Regions from separate parts of the Mus musculus genome. Here region 1 is linked to region 2. Evidence: chromatin contacts called from public HiChIP or PLAC-seq data. All regions are on one chromosome and are shown on one strand. The core of a region is the stretch at or near the end of the contact, and the rest is flanking DNA. Distances in the headings are between cores, read along the strand shown. Region 1 has its middle 26 kb from the start of Gm34069. Region 2 has its middle 83 kb from the start of 1700019J19Rik.

Region 1 (5,446 bases), core at 1,814-4,313, 230 kb before region 2:
CTGAAAGGCCAAATTCCCTGCTCTTCTGGAACCCCTGATAACTCTTAGATATAGATTTGGATATGGATATTGATATATAATGGTCATTTCATAAGTGACTTTAGACTGACTTGAAAGTGGTTCTAAAGTAATCTTCATTTATACTTATGGTCAGAAAATTAACTCCTTACTACTATCTTATGATTATTGTGTATATATTGTGTATATATATATATATTATGAGAATAAACCTTGAATTTCATGCTTTACCCTTTATATTATCCAACTATAGCTACCATAAGTGAACTTGAATAATTCAATTAATCAATACAATAAATTATTACAACCAGATCTAGTACTTGAAATATTTTTTCCAATTTTTTATTAGATAATTTTTATTTACATTTCAAATGTTTCCCCCTTTCTGGGTCTTCTGTTCAGAAACCCCCCATCTCATCTCCCTTCTCCGGCTTCTATGAGGGTGCTCCCCCACCCATCCACCCACTTACTCCTGTCTTCCCACCCTGGCATTCCCTACACTGGGGCATTGAATCCCCTCAGGCCTAATGGCCTCTCCTCTCACTGATGTCCAACAAGGCCATCCTCTGACACATATTTGGCCAGCGCCATGGGTCCTTCCATGTGTACTCGTTGGTTAGTGGTCCAGTCCCCAGGAGCTCTGGGGGCTCTGGTCTGTGACACTGTTGCTCTCTCCATAGGGCTGCTAACCTCCTCAGCACCTTCATTCAGTCCCTTCTCCAACTCCTCCATCGGGGATCCCACACTCAGAACATCTGAGTTGGCTGTGAGCATCTGCCTCTGTATTTGTCAGGCTGTGACAGAGCCTTTCAGGAGACAGCCATATCAGGCTCCTGTCAGTAAGTACTTCCCAGCATCCACAATAGCTTCCAGGTTTGGTGACTGTATATGGGATGGATCCCAGGTGGGGCACTCTCTGGATGGCCTTTCCTTCAGTCTCTGCCCCACACTTTGTCTCCATATTTCCTCCTGTGAGTATTTTGTTCCCCCTTTCTAAGAAGCACTGAAGCAACCACACTTTGCTCTTTCCTGATCTTAAGCTTCATATGGTCTGTGAATTGTATCTTGGGTCTTGAACTGTATCTTGTATCTTCTGAACTTTTGGGCTAATATTTGCTTATCAGTGAGTGCATACCATGCATGTTCTTTTTTTTTTTTTTTCCGAGACAGGGTTTCTCTGTGTAGCCCTGGCTGTCCTGGAACTCACTTTGGCCTCGAACTCAGAAATCCACCTGCCTCTGCCTCCCAAGTGCTAGGATTAAAGGCGTGAGCCACCACCGCCCGGCACCATGCATGTTCTTTTCTGATTGGGTTACCTCACTCAGGATGATATCCTCCAACACCATCTATTTGCCTAAGAATTTCATTAATTGTTTTTAATAGCTGCATAGTATTCCATTGTGTAAATGTACCATATTTTCTGTATTCATTCCTCTGTTGAGGTACATCTGGGTTCCTTTCAGCTTCTGGCTATTATAAATAAGGCTACTATGAATATAGTGGAGCATGTGTCCTTATTATATATTGGAGCATCTTCTGGGTTTAGCTGCCCAGGAGGGTATAGCTGGGTCCTCAGGTAGTACTATGTCCAATTTTCTGAGGAACCTCCAAACTGATTTCCAGAGTGGTTGTATAAGCTTGCAATCCCACCAGCAGTAGAGGAGAGTTCCTCTTTCTCCACATCCTCAAGAGCATCTGCTGTCACCTGAGCTTTTGATATTACCCATTCTGACTGGTGTGAGGTGAAATCCCAGGATTGTTTTGATTTGCATTTCCTTGATGACTAAGGATGTTGAACATTTCTTTAGGTGCTTCTCAGCCATTTGAGTTTCCTCAGCTGAGAATTCTTTGGTTACCTCTGTACCCCATTTTAAAATAGAGTTATTTGGTTCTCTGAGTCTAACTTCTTGAGTTCTTTGTATACATTGGATATTAGCCCTCTATCGGGTGTAGGATTGGTAAAGATCTCTTCCCAATCTGCTTGTTGCCATTTTGTCCTATTGCCAGTGTCTTTTGCCTTACAAAACTTTGCAATTTTATGAGGTTCCATTTGTTGATTCTTGATCTTAGAGTGTAAGACATTGGTGTTCTGTTCAGGAACATTCCCCCTGTGCCCATGTGTTCAAGGCTTTCCCTCAGTTTCTCTTCTATTAGTTTCAGTGTATCTGGTTTTATGTGGAGGCCCTTGATCCACTTGGACTTGTGCTTTGTACAGGGAGAGAAGAATGGATCAATTTGCATTCTTCTACATGATAACTGCCAGTTGAACCAGCACCATTTGTTGAAAATGCTGTCTGTTTTCCACTGGGTGGTTTTAGCTCCTTTGTCAAAGATCAAATGATCATAGGTGTGTGGGTTCATTTCTGGGTCTTCAATTTTATTCCATTGGTCTTCCTGCCTGTCTCTGTACCAATACCATGCAGTTCTTTTTTATCACTGTTGCTTTATAATACAGCTTGAGGTCAGGGATGACTCCACCAGAAGTTCTTTTATTGTTGAGAATAGTTTCTGCTATCCTGGGTGTTTTGTTATTCCAAATGAGTTTTGTCCCCAGCTGTTCCTTGGTTCCTGTGTCCTTATGGCCCTAGGAGGGTCCTTCTTGGGCCAGGAATTTGAGCAGAAGTGGTGGTCTTACCTGTGCTCACAGGTGTGTCAGCACTCCTGGGAGACCAGCTTTCTCCCAGCGGTATTTGTGTATGGAGAGCCGTGGCCAACTTGAAATATTTTTGACCATCAATTTTTAGAAGGAATTAAAGGGAAGGGGGACAGAGCTAGGGAAAGATCTTAAAGATGATGTTTCACAGCTGAAAATCAAATGTGGTAAAAATTAACTTGTGGTTTTAATCAGTCACAGGCTGTGTGGTCATGGGCAACTGTTTAACCTCACCGTAATCATCATCCTTATCTGTAGGTGGAAGGCAACAGTATCTATCTCCCTGAACTGATTAGAGAATAGAAAGGGCACTAACTCTTGAGTGCCTGCCCTTCAACAGCACGGGTGAGAGGTTTTCCTTGAGGTGGTTGGGCTTGGCAGTGGCCAGGCCATTGTTGCTCATACTCTCTTTTCTCTTCGATGATTAATGTGGAAGCTTTGCCTAAAGACAGTGCTGTGTTACAACAGCGTCTCACAGGAGGAGGTTCATTTGTTGATACTCCAATGTGAACCTGAAAACAGTGCAGGGGCTGTGCCAAAGGCTTTGGAGTTAACCTTGGTGGTATCTTCTATGGGAATGGATGTTAAATAGAAAGAGATGGCATTAGCTTTTCATCCTTTAAGGAGTGTCCTTCCAAGATCTTGGGATTTCACTCACTTACTCTACTCAGAATTCAACAAGAGTAGCCCATGACACAGCACAGATTGCAGTGCCAATGTTTGGAAGAACATCTGCTTGCATGAGGTAACTGGTGTTTCTGGGCTTTGGAACACTCTCTATTGTGAACCTCTCAAGCTAAAGGCCTGAATGCACTCACAGGTGCTGGGTGAGTGCTGTGGGAGACACCTCCAAAAGAACACGAAGTGCTCAGTGCAAGACACCATACACCAGCCCCATCCAGAGCTCGGCTATAAGAACTTGCAAACGAGGCTAAGAGTGTTCCCCAGGTGCGGTCTGCTTTTTCTAAATGATGGTTTATAAACCAAGAACAACAACAAAAATATGTAATTTTTAGTGGACTTAGCAGTGAGGAGTCACCCCGAATCAACCCCCATCTGCATGCTTCATGATATTCACTGTTCCCTTGTGATAGTCAAATAGCATAGCTCCATTTTACAGAAGAAAGCATGTACTTATGTTGTATCTTGCCACCCATATACGTGAGTGGAATCAGGAATCAAATTTATTTTTAACATGAAGTCAATTTTCTTGTGACCATACTCTAATTCACTTTACGGTGTTCTCAAAGTGATTCTTAAAATGAATGACTTACCCATAGACTTTATTTAGTGAACTTTTACTTATGAGGAATATGTTTCATATGTATGGTAGTCAGGGAAATAGAGCTCAATTCCAGCTCCCTCCACATGCCTTCTTTTATAGACTAGCCTGTCTGCCTATCGTTGTTCCACGGATAATCTTGGATAAAAGTCATATCAAATCCTACTAAGGCCACCTATACGGAGAACATGACTTTTAAAGAATACTTTACAAACTAACCAGTGACACTGTGTGCAGAAACAGGGGGACTCTGTGAGTACGAGGTCCTCTTAGGAGTCTGGGGTGTAATGACCCTGTCAAAGGCAACTCTGTAGCTGTAGGTGAACCTAAATTAGTGGTAGTCTTGTAACATTCTATAGACAAAGGGATAGCTGGTGGTGCTTCTGAAAGAACTCATTGAAATTTGTGGCACAAATGTTTTCATCTGAAAATGTGTCAAGTGATGTGTAGAGTTTTAGCCATGAAGACTGAGTTCTGGGAAACTTACAAGTGGAAAACCAGAAAAGGCAACCCATGGGTCAAGTGGCTTGTGTCAGTATGGAGACTCTTGGGTGATACCATGGCTGGTGGATAGAACTTCTCACAGTAAAGCAGACTCTGAGTCTTCCTGGGCTCACTCTTGTAGGCTTGGATAGAGTATTGGCCTTCACCGAGCCATTGTTTCCTCAAATGTTGCAACAGTTCTGACTTCTTAGCACTGTTGTCAGGATCAAATGCAATGATATCTGTTAAAGTAAACACTAGGTGGTAGGACCTTAATTAGGCATGACTTTAACAGAATAACAAAGAGGTACCAGTCTGGAATACATTCTCCTACCACAGAAGGAACAGAAGGAACATTCTACACCTCGGTTTTTAAAATACTTCTAGAATTTATTTGTATAAAACATAGGGTCTTCAAGAACAAAGATTTTGCCTAGTCAATCACCTGTGTTTCCCTGGCACTTGGACACTATGTTTGCTCATGTTGGATAGCTGATAAGTTATTTGACTTATGGATACCTTGCTTGGATCAGCCAATCAGCCCTTAGCTATTCCCAAAACATTTTGTAGGATCTCAAATTATATCAGAGAAGTGACTACCTAGCATGGCATACTGAGCTAGAGGAAGAAATGTGTAGTTTGAAAATGACACTCCAAGTGAACTTTGCATAAGAGAAGTTGAGACTCAGAGGAGGAAGAAGAGAGATAGAGCAGGCAAGAACAAGGTGCAAGAGAGGGCATGTTTGAGCTGAATTCACGAAGACAGAAGAATATTGACAAAATGAGGTAATGTGGGTCAGCAGGGGGAAGGCAAAGAACGGAGTAAACAGAGAGCAAAGGTGTAAAGGCTGGAAATTTAAAACCAGGTACAATTAGGGACAAGGAGCTCAGTTCCACTAACAAATGGAAGACTTGGAAAGTAGGCCCAGGCCTGTGCTATTAGGACACTGCACAAACCCCACAGGCTCAGTAACTAAGGTGTGAGTCACCGCCATGAAGGTCTAGGCATG
Region 2 (4,906 bases), core at 2,293-4,792:
AGAAGGCAGTATTATAATTTGACATTTTTTTGAGTTAACAACTTTTTTATTAGATATTTTCTTTATTTACATTTCAAAGGCTATCCCAAAAGTCCCCTATACCCTCCTGCTACCCTGCTCCCCAACCTACCCACTCCCGCTTTTTCATTTTCATTGCTGTTTCTTGACATAGTGGGGTTTTAAAGGTTTATTCAGAAGTGCAGGGGGAAAAAAAACAAGGAAAAATGCCCGTCTTGCAAATCAACATATGTTTCTAATTTTAAATCTAAAATAACAAGACAGGAGCGAAGGCAAGCTGTGCAGGCTTTCTGTAGGGCTGTAGGTCTGGGAAGGCAAGGTCTCTTCTTAAATTTATTTACAACTTCAGCATTCATTACCCAATGGAAATAATTGTTTGGAATGAAACGAACGTATTAAGAAACAATTGTTGAGGACCACATCTGTGTAGGAGTTTGGATAAAATCTAGTTAGGGATAGAAAACAAAGCAAATACTCAGATGGGCATGGTGGCTCAAACCTAAGATTCCAGCACTCAAGAGGCCGGAAGATCATTATGAGGTTGAGGCCAGCCTGGGCTTCATAGTGAGCCCCACACCAGTCTGAGCTATAGCACTGAGACCCTGTTCCCTTGCTTCTCAAGCTTACTGATGCTGGGAGCCTTTAATACAGTACTTCAGGGTGTGGTGATCCCAAGCAAAAGTTATTTTCATTGCCATTCTAACTGTAATTTTGCTCCTGTTACAAATCATAATATAAATATCTTATATGCAGTATACCTGACATGCAATCCCAATGAAAGGGTTATTTGAGACCCCAAAAGGGCCATGGTCTATAGGTTGAGAACCACTAACCTGACTATAGAAATAAACAGCCACTCCAAGATGATAAATGGCTAACTTTTGTGCAGATATTTTTCAGGTGTTCAAAAAAGAAGTTGACCTAGTCTGAGAAGGATTGGTGGGTGAGGAGTTTTGGATCTATGTCCTGAAGAGGGCTAGAAGGACATTGTGGGCAAAGAGAGTGTTCAGTGATAGAGAGGAGCAAGCTCATCAGGTCATAGAGAATGGTTTCTGTGCATGGAGCTGTGTGTGCACACTGAGGATGTAGGCAGAAAGCAGACTAGTGGACTAGCACAACAGGCTTAGGAAACTGTTGCTATTTTTGTTGCAGTCCAATACTGGTTACACAGTGTCAATGAGTCTTTGAAGGTGGGTGTTGTGGCGCAGAGAAGGGCAGAGTAGAAAATGGCTCGTTTTTTTCTACACGCTACAAGAAAGCTGAGGGACTGGGCAATAGCAGTGGTACTTGACTGGCACAGGGTGGCTTTTATTTGAGAGATGTCCATTGGGTTAGGGTTCCCACCATGAAATTCCTGCCATGCAAATGAAGACAGTCCTGCTGGCTGCTATTTCACAGTGGGGACTGGGTTTATACGGCAGCCACTGGGTGGTACCAGATTGATTCTAATTAGCCAAAAACTGTTGTTTTCTTTTATGGTATCATTTATGCCTGTGGGTCCTGATAGTAACCAATGCCCTATATTCCATTGGGTACAATGATGTTTTAAGCAGGGTGAGGAAATTAGAATGGGTAAACTAATGAATCATTGCCTAGACCCAAGGTGACCACATAGATGTTGGGTAAGGCCTTATCTATCATTAGATGCCAGAATAGCCCCCAACAAACATGTATTAAAAGAAAGATTCAGAGTAGGAAATCTAAGTAGTTAAAGGTATTTAGAGCCATGCATGGTAGACTAATACTTCCTATGCCTCCTTTTCCAGAATCCTTGGGTCAAGTCCAGTTAGCAAGCATTCTAAGGCATCAGGACTCAGGGGTCAGAGTTGCAAGGAGATAAGGTTTGAAGCCACTTCATCTGTAAGTAACATGTATTTAGTTGGAAAAGGGATTTATCACTTGTTACTGGCAAGTGAGGATGTGAAGTAGCTTCAAGCATAGCAAGAGTCAGGTACTCAGAGTGTGTGATTTGTCTTTCTCTGCTGTGCAGCTCTGCTATCCTGAATACGGGACTAGTCTCAGGCTGGGTATTCTAACGGTGACAAATAGAGTGAAGAAGAGTTCTAAACTTACACTTTTCTATTCACCCACCTCGGTGAAGTAATGGTGTTGTGATTTCTGGAGTCATTACTCCATTCATACAGCCAAACTTCTAGCCCTGTACAGGTCCTAAGACAGATTGGTTTGTAGATGTTTCTGAACCAAGTTCAGTGGTCAGAAAATGCCGTGATCTTATTGGCTAATTCTGGGTCACAAGTCTATCCCAAGTTTGGGGGATAGGGAAGAGAAGCTTTCAATTCACCTAAACCCCATAGTACATGAGTGAAATATGACTTTCTGCTACTAAAAGAAATATTGAACAGCTGTCACAGTTATGTCAAAGGCACCACCGTGGAATGGAGAGAGGACAAAGGGAGAACAGAGAGGAAGTCAGCTGTGACCAAACAGAGATAACTTCTAGATTGCTCATTTTGTCTGGTCAGTATGTACATGTGAACATCTCTAGCTCCACTGCCAACCATTTCCATGCCATACCTTGCTCCAGACCCGATGAAGGAGCTAGACTCCATCTCACATTCAGGCCCTGTACAGGCTGCTCCTTCTTGTGGCATGTAGTCCACACCACCCAGCATCCCAGCATCAGCCCACTAAGTCAAATGCATATGTTTGCATCTTCAAACATGCCTCTCGGCAAAACAGCAGATACTCTTTTGTGTCAGGTCTCATGAATAACAATTTAGTTTTCTACACAGGCACATACATGTGCGTGTACACACACACACACACACACACACACACACACACACACACATGCATATACACACCATGGCTTCTCATGGGTTTGCTGGGGAGCAGTCACCTGCAGCGCCCCTTGGTATTCCAGGAGTATCTGAAAGGAATTATTTGCTGGTTGCTGTCTGTGAAGAAGCAAAGACCACCACTCTCTGCTACCAATGTGTCACAGATCCTCCATGCCTGTGAATTAATATCAACTCTTAACAAAGTCATATCCCAAGGTCTATGACCTGACTCTGCCCAGCTTTCTCAGAGAGCATGCCAAGTTTTTCTCATGGAGCGTGAATGTCTTTTAGAAGATATGAAAATGCAAAGTCTTCTAGAAGCATTTGAGAGCACTGACTCACATTCTTCCTTGTTCTGCTATGGTTCGGTGATAATTAACCTTTTGAAGTCCAAGAGTGTGAGGCAGCTTGGCCCTCCTTAGTGAGGCTTTCCTATCAGGCATCATGAATCAGGAGGCAGAATGGTCAGAATGATCAATGTCTTTTACTATCTTGGCCATTTGAATACATGGTCCCCCATCGGTGCTGTCTGGGGAGGCTGAGATGTGCAGCCTTGCTGGAGGAAGTACCTCACTGGGCTTTGAGAATAAAGTTTCATCTACTACCCCTTTGCTCTCTCTGCTTCATGGTTACACTAAAGGGTGTAAGCTCTCCTCAGCATGCTGCTTGTACCACAATTACTGCCTCCAGCTGCCAAACTTCCCCTTGATCTGTTATCAACAAGTCTGCAGTGCCTTTGCAATGTGCCATGTGACAGCCAGTCTATTTGCTAAGCCTGCCCCAGAGCACCATGGGCCTGTGAAGAGAGCAAACTGCTCTAATCCCCCTGCTCCAGGCTTTCTTTGTTTTTTCTTTGTTTTTCCCTTTTAGTTTGCTCAGACCCTGGTTTATAGATCACCTCCTTCTCTGACAGGCTCTTTGGATAAAACAGGATTGTGTCTTGTCCCTCTGGAATCATAAGTCCAAATAAACTTCCCATAAGGTGTCTTGGTGTTCTATCACAGCAACAGATATGTAATTAATAGGGGGTGGATTTAAAAGATGGCAGCCTATTCCAAGTTCCAGGTCTACCAGCAGGAGAGTCAACACACCCTTTTAGATAACTGTTTCTTATCTCGAATGAGTGGCATCAGGGAAAGTTCTTGTGAAGTGACTTTCTGCCCATTGTTTTCCTAGCCTGATAGATTTAGGGCAGGGATAGTTGGACATTGTATAATGGAGCTTCCCAAGAGGCTGCTGACAAGCTCTCAGGCTCTTCAACAGGCAGGACAGTCACCCTTTGTACCCAGTGAGAACTGGGAGCTGAGCTTGCCAGACTTCCAGAATGCAGCAAAGCCTGTCCCACCAGCCTGTCAGAGAATGAAGTGATTTTATAAGGCAGAGTCTGAGGAAACTAAGAGTAAAAAATAAATAAATAAAAGCAAACTTCTGAAGAGAGAGCTAAGAATAGTTGGCGTTCCTCACCGCTCCATGATGCTCTCAGGCAGGCCTGGCCCACTCACTGCAGATGCTGAGAGTCAGGCAAGGCCTTCCTTCCATGGGGACCCAGTTGTTCTTCCCACTCCTCCCTTCAGGAAGCTTGTGATGTGAGACCCGCTGCTCCCCTCTGAATGCTTTTGGACAACTTTCCTCTGGGCTCTAGAATCACATTTACCACTCTAGCCCGATCTCTCTGATTATCTAGCATTTCTGCTCTCTGATTTCTGCTTGTGACTTCTTCTTCCTGGATGGTTTGGGGTTTCTCTGTCCTCTCTCCTAAGGCCTTGAAGTGAGACTTGCTGTGTCAATGTGCTTTGTCTGTGTTGGGGACTGTAGGTATGGGTTATAGTAAATACACACAAATGATTTACAGATCAATCAGATAGTTTTTCTGCCAAGTTTGGGAGAGAGAACTAAAAGGTCCATTCATACTGTGTGCCCGTGGATTCTAAGTGATTTACATACAGTTTCTCAGTTCGTACTCCCTGGAAAACTCGAGGGAAGATTATTGTGCCTGTTTCCATATGTCATGAAACTGATGTTCTGAGCCAGCTAGATGGCTCAGGGGATAAAGGAACAAGCCTCCAAGCCTGATGATCCGAGTTCCG

The links. HiChIP or PLAC-seq counts read pairs in DNA pulled down with a chosen protein or histone mark.
Region 1: a contact with region 2 is called in an H3K27ac HiChIP or PLAC-seq map of extraembryonic endoderm stem cells. The contact joins two enhancer-like sites. A contact is called at or near these places in 1 of 484 Hi-C or Micro-C datasets (nephron progenitors) and 1 of 115 datasets of contacts at active chromatin or transcription factors (extraembryonic endoderm stem cells).

Annotation. Positions count from the first base shown.
Region 1 is chr9:14,235,263-14,240,708 of GRCm38.p6, reverse strand. No RefSeq gene overlaps it. Among named protein-coding and RNA genes, the nearest start is that of Gm34069, 26 kb to the left of the region's middle. Within about 2 kb of position 3,063, at least 13 of the 459 cell types and tissues checked have an H3K27ac peak or open chromatin away from gene starts, as enhancers often do. A contact at or near this core is called in extraembryonic endoderm stem cells, where this site is marked.
Region 2 is chr9:14,005,062-14,009,967 of GRCm38.p6, reverse strand. No RefSeq gene overlaps it. Among named protein-coding and RNA genes, the nearest start is that of 1700019J19Rik, 83 kb to the left of the region's middle. Within about 2 kb of position 3,542, at least 19 of the 459 cell types and tissues checked have an H3K27ac peak or open chromatin away from gene starts, as enhancers often do. A contact at or near this core is called in extraembryonic endoderm stem cells, where this site is marked.